Linked DNA regions of Mus musculus: regions 1 and 3 are each linked to region 2. The links are chromatin contacts, called in public promoter capture Hi-C maps. All regions are on one chromosome and are shown on one strand. Each heading gives the region's core, a stretch centred on a gene start, on an enhancer-like site or on the middle of the called end of the contact. The rest is flanking DNA. Distances are from core to core; before and after follow the strand shown. Region 1 holds the start of Pdlim1 (PDZ and LIM domain 1 (elfin)). Region 2 holds the start of Fra10ac1 (FRA10AC1 homolog (human)). Region 3 overlaps Pdlim1 (PDZ and LIM domain 1 (elfin)).

Region 1 (2,700 bases), core at 79-2,578, 2.0 Mb before region 2:
TGATCCTTTCATATGTAAATCTGTGCAGAGACCCGCAAAAGATTGGCCAGGACCGCGGGGGGTCGCGAGGAGCTGCACTTTTCACAAATCCATTCAACCTGTGTCCAGCTTCCCGAATGAATGGGAACCAGGAAAACCACGAGGGGGTCAGTGGTCCTAAGGTTGGCTAATGTATTACATCCATCATGAGATTATTCTAGGCGGGGAACACCGCAGTGAGCTGTTTGCAAGATAAAAACCCGTCAGGTCTTGAAACTAGCGCTTAGGAATGTGGGTAGGACAAACTAATAAGTAAACTATAGACTACACAGGGATGGGCAGAGAATTAAGGCAGTGGAAGTTAAAGGGGGTCTAGAGGGGATGTTTAAATGGCTCTCAGAAATGGCCTTAACCAGAAGATGGTATCTGCAAGAAACCCTTGAGTTATCTGGGGGAAGGATACACGTGATGGCAAAGCTCTGAGTAGGAGGCCAGTGTGGTCAAAGTTGGAGACAGATTACAGCAGATTCAAGTCGTTCTTGGAGTGGCCTTAGAGGCATTTAAAGGGTTGGATTTTTACTCAGGGTGAAGAAGCATCAGTGGACAGCATGAGTTGTGGTTTAATCTGTTTTGAGAACTTATTTTGGGGGCAGCTCACAGAAGAAACTGATAGGGAGCTTTGAACCCTGGAATTTCCATTCACCGCTTTCCCGGCATTGGTCCACCCCGGACTTCATGATGGAATTGTTGGGAACGTCAGAATTCACCTACCTTCAATTTCAACTCCAGCCAGGAGGAAAGGTTTCTAGGAACTTCGTAGAGCCTAATTATAACCCCCTGACTACCCCCCCCCCCAACCGTTATAGTCCCATTAGCATTGGAAAGCTTCCAGGGTGGCCCAAGGAGCCTGGAAAATGATTCAGTAGCAACCCCGAGTTGTTGCGTAGCCTTAGGGGTGCTTTATAATCTCGGGCAGCCTCAATGACTTTATCTCTAAAATGGGACTAGAGATAAAGCGCCTAATTGCGTCAGGTGAGATCACTTGAAAGCGCCTCTTAAACGGCTCTGCGGTTTCCAAAAGTGTAAACCGCTCTGACCTCGCTCAATCCTTTTCGACTTTTTGCAAAGCACAACGCGTGGGTTTGTAAGGTCTGCTGTAGGTGGGGACAAGGCTTAGGTCTCACCTAGCTTTCATGCCGGGTTGGGAGCAGCAAGAAGGCTGTGGGTAGGGCGGGAGGAGGTGCGGGCGGAGGTTCGGGGCTGCTGGGCGGAGTTGAAGAGCCTAACTCCCGGATTAGAGTCTGGCGAGGTCCTGCGGGCCCGCTGGGAGTGGAGGCGCGGGCCGGGCGGGGCTGCAGCGACGCGGCCGGGGCGGATCTGTCCCCGCCCTCGCTCGCGACCCCGCCCGTCCCAGGATCTCCCAACTCCCGCCGCGCGCTCTTTCTCCGACAGCTGCTCCGGGAGCCCCGCGCGCCGTGCAGTTCTGTGCCTTGCCTGTCTGTCCCTTCCGATTGTGCCTAGCGATGACCACCCAGCAGATTGTTCTCCAGGGCCCGGGTCCCTGGGGTTTCCGCCTCGTGGGCGGCAAGGACTTCGAACAACCTCTCGCCATTTCCCGGGTAAGAGCGTCTTGGGACGCGCGTGGGAACGGGGTGGTTTCGTAGGGTGGCGGCGCGCTGCGTCCCTATGGAGGTCGGGGTGACTGGAGCTCCGAGGGGATCGCGGTGGGGCGCATCCAGGTGCGCCATTCGCCGAGCGCTCTGTGCCATCTGCCACCCCGTCCCAACCGCCGCGCTCCGGGGCAAGCGGGCTCGGTGCGCGCTGAGTCAAGGCCAAAGACAGTTTTCTTTCTGCGCCCCGGAAGCGTGGCGCGGCGCGGCAAGCAGACAAGCTTTGTGCCTGGGCGTGGAGACCTGGGGCTCCGCAGACCCTGTGCGCCAAGAGTTAACACTCCTTGCTCTTCACAGTGAAAGAGTTGGGGAGAGCTAATCGGAAGCAATAGAAAGTCCTGGAAGGTGAATGGAGTACAGAAAAGTTCCCTGGAAGGCGAATGGGATTCGTTCAGCTAACAACCGAAACAACAATTTTACACTCTTCGGATATGACCCGTGGCTGGCTCTCGGTTCTGTAAAGCCTTTCACAGGAAACACTGGAGTTGGGAAATAACCCCAGATAAACCTCCGTAGTCTCTCCCTGTCTAAGGTGGTTAGATCACCTTTCTGCCCTCCAGGTTATTCGCGATAAGGCCATTTCCTTTTGGGGAAGCGCACTAACGGTGTGTGGTGGTGATGATTGAAAACTTCTTGGTTGGGTCTTATCTGTGGGAGGGCGGGTGGCTCAATCGCAGACTGCTAGACCCGTGGCCCGTAATTGAAATGCAACCCCCTGTTAGACTCAGGCTCGGTATTTGGAAGTCCACACTTTGGCTATGTGATTTGGGCCAAACACAAGGAATATGTCCCACTGAGAGTCAATACTTTAGATTTTTAGTCCTTTCATATAGGTGTGTGTGTGTGTGTGTGCGTGTGTGCGCGCGCGCGCGCGCGCGCGTGACTCCGCTGGGCCCCGGGGGTGTTACTAAATATCTTTTAATTAAGGAGATAGAAAAACCTCAGGGATGCCTGACCTAGAGGGACCACATTCCATTCTTTTGTACACTTGTCTGCTGAAGCTAACCTTAAACTTGCTCCTCCAGTCTTGTAAATGTGTCTTTTTTTTTTT
Region 2 (2,700 bases), core at 35-2,534:
TTTAAAAAGGAACAAAAATGCTAATGCATGTCAAATATTGGTATACAAGAGTTTCATTTAGGCTACAGGAGTTCTTATTAGTGATAAAAGGACAAAGTATTTGGTTTTTAGATATCTATAAAAATTGACTGCTTGACAAATTAACTCAATACTTTAATAATATTAAATTATGAGGTTTCCTATTTACATTTTTAAAGGAAACATTTTTATTGTAGTATAATTCAAATGCACCTTGAAATGCATAAATTTATAATTTTGTAATTAACAAGATTGCAATCGCTGCTCTATGTAAATCAGGGTGTATCTATGATTTGCTGCCAGGAATAAAAAAAGTCTTGAACTGATTGACAGGGATATTGTTATCTACTGGTTAGGATAAAAGATTTAAAATGAACGTGTATTAAGATTCAGAGTTCTTCCTTAACATGGACCCGCTGTAAAAGTGAGAAGCATGCCAGTTCTGTTCAGCAAATGTTTTAGTAGCTCCTGTGATTTCAAAGGCACAGTGTTGGCTGCGGAGTGCGAGATGAATAACTGCTGGTATTGAAGAGAAGCAAGATCTGTACCCAGTGGAAAGAGGAATGGGACGTCACGGTGTAGGGCAAACACAATGCAGGAACAACCCAGTGGAGCTTAAAATAATTTAATTCTGGCTGCCTGAGGTGTTTTTTTTTTTTTTTTTTTTCCTTAAATTTTATATTGGATGCCCTTTCTGCGTGTGCTAGGTTGCTTATTGGCGTAGAATCTGCGACCCTGTGAAATCTTTTTCATTCCCCATTTCTTCTTTTCCTTGCCAACTCGATCTCTTCAGCCGCCAGCACTGCCTTTGGAACAGTATCTATTGTGTGGGTGGCGGAACGCGGGGAAGCTATTTCTGTTCTAATTATGAGCACTGTTTTCGTAGGGGAAAAAGAGGGGGTGATAAGGCAGATCTGAGGCTGAGCTGCTGGCTGGGCGAGGATGCTCGGTGGAGGCGTTACTAAGGTTACTAGAGAGAGGACCGCAGGTGACAGGCGGGGTTTTTCTCTATAGCAATATACATTTTCCAATGAAGGACGTGGGCTGGGCAGTGCCACATTGTACTACATATTGGATTCCCTAGAGGAAAAAGGAGATGGCCCAAAGGAAAAATGAGGGACCAAAGCAGGGAGCCTCTGCTTCCTCTTCCGGGCCTTTTCTTCCGCCGTCTTTGTTTACCCCCGAGCCATTCTGGCTGCAGCACAGAGTCGGCGCGCCGGAGAACGGTGTCTTATCGATGTGACACGCCTCTGAGCCGGGCCGGAAGCGGTTCCCAGCCGGTACCCGTAGGGCCAGGCGTGCAGCGTGCGGTGACAGTGGCGCGGGCGGCGGCGCTGCGTGGCTCTGGAGGACCGGCGCGGACCTGCAGCGGCTCGCTGAGGCCGTGGCTCGTCGCTGCAGCTGTCAGGACTCTTGGGGGCGAACTTGCCAGACAGAGAAGAGCGGAAGGGAAGGGGTGTGTAAGGAGGGCCGTGGGCGTGTTTGATCTCAGAGAGGACTTTGAAACTGGTTCTTAGTAGTTGAGTCTCATTTTTATTTTGACAGATTCGGGAGGCAGCAGATGCCCTATTCTCGAGATTTTCTTAATTCCAGTCAGTTGATAGCATGATTTGAGTGAGAGCTTTTTAGTGAAGCTACTGGGTTAAGATAGCTCAAGGGATGGATGAAGCTGCCCGAGATAAAAAGAAATGTGGCGTCGGAGCAGAGAAGAGGTGTCTGGAATGAGGGGTCAAGATGATCTACTAGTTCCAGGTTCTACTAGTTTCAGGTCTTCCTGTACTAGGTACCGTCCCCAAACTATGTAAGCTTGAGGTTTGGGCTTCTTTACATAACCTCTATGTTAACCTTTACATAAGTGGGGAAGTAGGAGACGCGTCTGTGCCAGCCAGACCTTAGATTCTGCAACTGCTCCAGGCTCCACACTGCGGTTTTCCACCATCAATATATGAAGCACGTGAGGATGGATTAGAGGGTAGTAGAATTTGAACAGCCTTGATGAGATCTGCTAAAAGGTGTGACGTCTAGGTGTATAAGGCAATGATAGCTGTCGGTCAGGAAGAACTGTGGCTTGCAAACCTATGTCTCCAAAGCTTGGCTGTTGCCTTCTCTTTAGCATTTGGTGGGATAAGGAAGAGAGGTATATACTCACACGCCCAAGTTTGAAAATGGAGTTGCAGAGACTCACAGAATTTAATGATTTGACATAGCTACCTTATTTAACAGAATGACAAACAGAAGGTAGTCAAGAACGCAGACACTGGCTATCCTAGCTGTACTTGCCAACACAGATGCTAAAGTTAATGTCTCTTTACCTGGACTGGGTCCTTTCAGCAATAAAGATTGCAACCCACCTTTACCCCTATTAATGTGTGTTACGAATTCTGTACACTTACTGACACAAATACCAAAGCTGAAAAATATTATCACTTGACCTGGACTGGCTCCTTTCAGCTGCAGGAGTTGACTATTGATGATATACAGTAGTAAAATCATCTGTACCCTTGCTCATGTGTGTTCCAAACTCTGTGTAATGCTGGAGTCAGATGCCTTTTCAGGCACAACTGACAGCTGAAGCTTTTCAGCAATTCCAAGACTATCCATCGGAAAATAATAAGACTGACTAAGCCTAGGGGTAAGGAAACTTAGCTTAAGGAGACCTCAGCTAAAACTCATGCTTAAAAA
Region 3 (2,700 bases), core at 127-2,626, 2.0 Mb before region 2:
TATAAAATGCCTAGCACCATGTCGGACACAAACAGATCTTGTAATGGTGGTGAATCGTTCCTGTCCTGAGCACTGGTGGTCACCCTCAGCTTCTGGTCATGGTCGTTCACAGGACCGTCATCCCGTGTCCTGAGGGAGTCCTCATTGTAGAGTATTTGGGAGGACTGCTCCATGCTTCCCACTGGATCTTAGTAGCACACACAGTTGTGCAGTCTCGGTGAAGCAATGCTTGCTTCCTCACTAATGTAGACCGGAAATGACAGAGCTAAATCCATGAAGCTGCAAGTTCCTGCCTAGAGGGATGGGTTCTGACCTGTGACAGAAGCTGGCTTAACAACAGGAGAGATGGGACCGCAGGTGGAACCTGGCAGGCATGTCCTCTGTCACATACCTGTGGGCTGTATCTACCTTTACCTCTCTATCTGGTCTCCTGTTTCTTCCAGCAGAGGGCCCTAAATTTGCTCTGTCCCTAACTCTTTGGGGACACTTCAGTCACCCATGGCAAGGGAACTGGGCATGACAGTGTTAATGACGGTGTTATGACAGAGGGTGGGGAGTAGATTAGGACTCATGCCTGAGGATGGGCCTGCAGGGTAAGGAGCGCAGTTCAAACACAATTGAGCTACCCTTGTGGAGCCCTATGTTCATGTACAGCCCACAGGGATGGTGTAGACTTTTACTCGCTCAGATTTTGTGTTAACTCCAAAAGCCTGTTTTGCCATCCAGTTTCTTCCTTATTCATCTGTCCAAATTTTAGCTCATTTTAGGTGCAAGCTAAGTGTTTCAAATGCAAGTTGTGGGGATGGGGCTACAGTCCCAGGCTCCTTAACTATTTTGAGAGCTGTTACAGGAACCCCCATTGTGTTTGTGGTCTTCAGGGTCTGGGGAGAGGAAGGGATGGGAGAGAGATGGAGGGAGGGTAGCAGATGAAGACAGACAGATCAGACAGATATTGAGACTATTGGCCATCTCCTGCACACAAGTCTTTGCCCCTGGCACGAAGAGGACCGGATGGAACAGATCTGTATGTTCCTTAGAGTCTGGTGAGGTTTTGGTTTCAGAAGAGGCTGAAGCTCACTGGCTTTAATTGTAGTGGCCAGAACTATTATCTCTTACGCCAATTATGGTTCCCACGAGGTCTTACCTGCTTGGTAGGTTGACGCCCTTCTAGGTGGTTATGGGGATGCTGGGCATACAAGGGAAAGTGCCAGGCAGGGCATCCTCTAAGTATCACATCCTGAAGGGAAGCTTGCATGCAGCTCAGTGATCTGAACACTAAGGACCACCATTCTTGTGTTCCGCTGCTTATGGTGCTTGGAGAGGCTGGGAACGTGACCCTTCCTTTACTGTCCCCGAGTGGAATGTTCCATGATCTGGATTTAATAACCCAGGAAATGACACATCCTTAATTGAAAGAACTGCTATGCACTGAGAGAAGTATGTGCCTGGAAAGTATTTTTAGTGTGGCTGCCTTAGATATTTTTCCTTCCTTAACGTCTTCTTTCTTCTTCTTCGCTCATGCTCCCTGATTGCGCCCCGCCCCCTCCCATTGTCTGCTTTTGGCACGCAGGCATGGTTTCTTTGGCTGCAGCAGCCTGCAGGTCTTCATCAAGTCTCCTTGCAGATTCCCTCAGCAAAGGGGGCCCATTATCTGTTTCAACCCAAGCTCCTGGAGCAGGAATCTAAGAAGCCGTGGGAATCCCTGAAGCTGGAGGGAAAGTAGCTGCTGAGCCTGCCATGTTTCTTGCGTAGGGATCTCTGCCTGGTGGCTTGTTTCTAGTATATTCTCAGATGATCCTGCCAACCAGGGCAGGCACTCCGTAACCATCCCTGCTCAGCACAAGGCCAGGGGCTGGCTCACCCCCACTGTTTAGTCTGAATTCGCTGATGTTCCAGAACTGGCTCATGACATACTTTACCTCTGAGGTCACTGCCCATTCCCTGGGGCTAACCCTGTTTCTTTGTTTTTTTGTTTTGAGGGGTGGTGGGAGGGGTCCAAGCACTTCAGATCATTCTGCTGTGTACGTGTGTGTGTGTGTGTGTGTACGTGTGTGTGTGTGTGTGTGTGTGTGTGTGTGTGTGTGTGTCTTGTCTGTCTGTCCGTCTGTCTTGTAGATCTTGGTACAGAATGTCAGCAGCAGTGTCTGTCTGTCTATCTTGTCTGTCTGTCTGTCTTGTCTGTCTGTTTGTCTGTCTTGCCTGTCTGTCTGTCTTATCTGTCTTGTAGATCTTGGTACAGCAGCATCCCAGGCAGGTCAGAATGTCGTCAGCAGCGTTACCATCTGGAAAGGCAGGTGAGGGTCTGTCTCCTCAGCAGGCCTCCTTGCTGACAGTGGAGAGGGAGGCCCTCTGCTGCCCTTCCCTTCTAGGCGACTTCAGCTTAGTGATCCTGTTTTGAGTACCTACTGAGTACCAGTTCTGTGAAAGAAATATTGCTAGCACCTTCGCTCCCACCTCTTCAATTATGTGTAGGAGGGACCTGTTAAAATTTGGTAATGCCCAGGCTAGAGTTCATAATTTATTCGACGTCTACTACTTTCTTCAGGCTTGTAGATAGAGTCCTAGAAAATGACTCTGCCTCCTGCCAGCCGAGTGAGTTTAGACAGACCTTGTAAGTCCTCTGAGACCCTGTCTCCTGATCTTTGAGGTGGGCTCTTAGCCACTGGCCTTTCCACCAGCTTGTCAAGGGAATGCACTACA

Evidence for each region. Promoter capture Hi-C pulls out the DNA fragments that hold promoters and counts their contacts.
Region 1: a promoter capture Hi-C map of liver shows a contact between it and region 2, with 2.2 times the contacts expected there. The contact joins the promoter of Pdlim1 here to the promoter of Fra10ac1 in region 2. A contact is called at or near these places in 3 of 39 promoter capture datasets (embryonic stem cells, liver and pre-B cells).
Region 3: a promoter capture Hi-C map of the 3T3-L1 cell line shows a contact between it and region 2, with 6 times the contacts expected there. The contact joins the enhancer-like site here to the promoter of Fra10ac1 in region 2. A contact is called at or near these places in 3 of 39 promoter capture datasets (the 3T3-L1 cell line, hippocampal neurons and maxillary cranial neural crest) and 2 of 115 datasets of contacts at active chromatin or transcription factors (extraembryonic endoderm stem cells and large pre-B cells).

The regions. Positions count from the first base shown.
Region 1 is chr19:40,270,244-40,272,943 of GRCm38.p6, reverse strand. It overlaps Pdlim1 (PDZ and LIM domain 1 (elfin)), which reads left to right and starts at 1,328. Exons shown (of 7, transcript NM_016861.4): 1 at 1,328-1,598. The coding sequence starts at 1,503. It overlaps Gm41845 (a long non-coding RNA gene), which reads right to left and starts at 1,378. Exons shown (of 3, transcript XR_877853.2): 1 at 1,164-1,378.
Region 2 is chr19:38,222,736-38,225,435 of GRCm38.p6, reverse strand. Fra10ac1 (FRA10AC1 homolog (human)) reads left to right here and starts at 1,284. Exons shown (of 14, transcript NM_001081075.2): 1 at 1,284-1,474.
Region 3 is chr19:40,240,192-40,242,891 of GRCm38.p6, reverse strand. The region is part of intron 4 of Pdlim1 (PDZ and LIM domain 1 (elfin)); the gene reads left to right. Among named protein-coding and RNA genes, the nearest start is that of Gm41845, 30 kb to the left of the region's middle. Within about 2 kb of position 1,376, at least 138 of the 459 cell types and tissues checked have an H3K27ac peak or open chromatin away from gene starts, as enhancers often do. A contact at or near this core is called in extraembryonic endoderm stem cells, where this site is marked.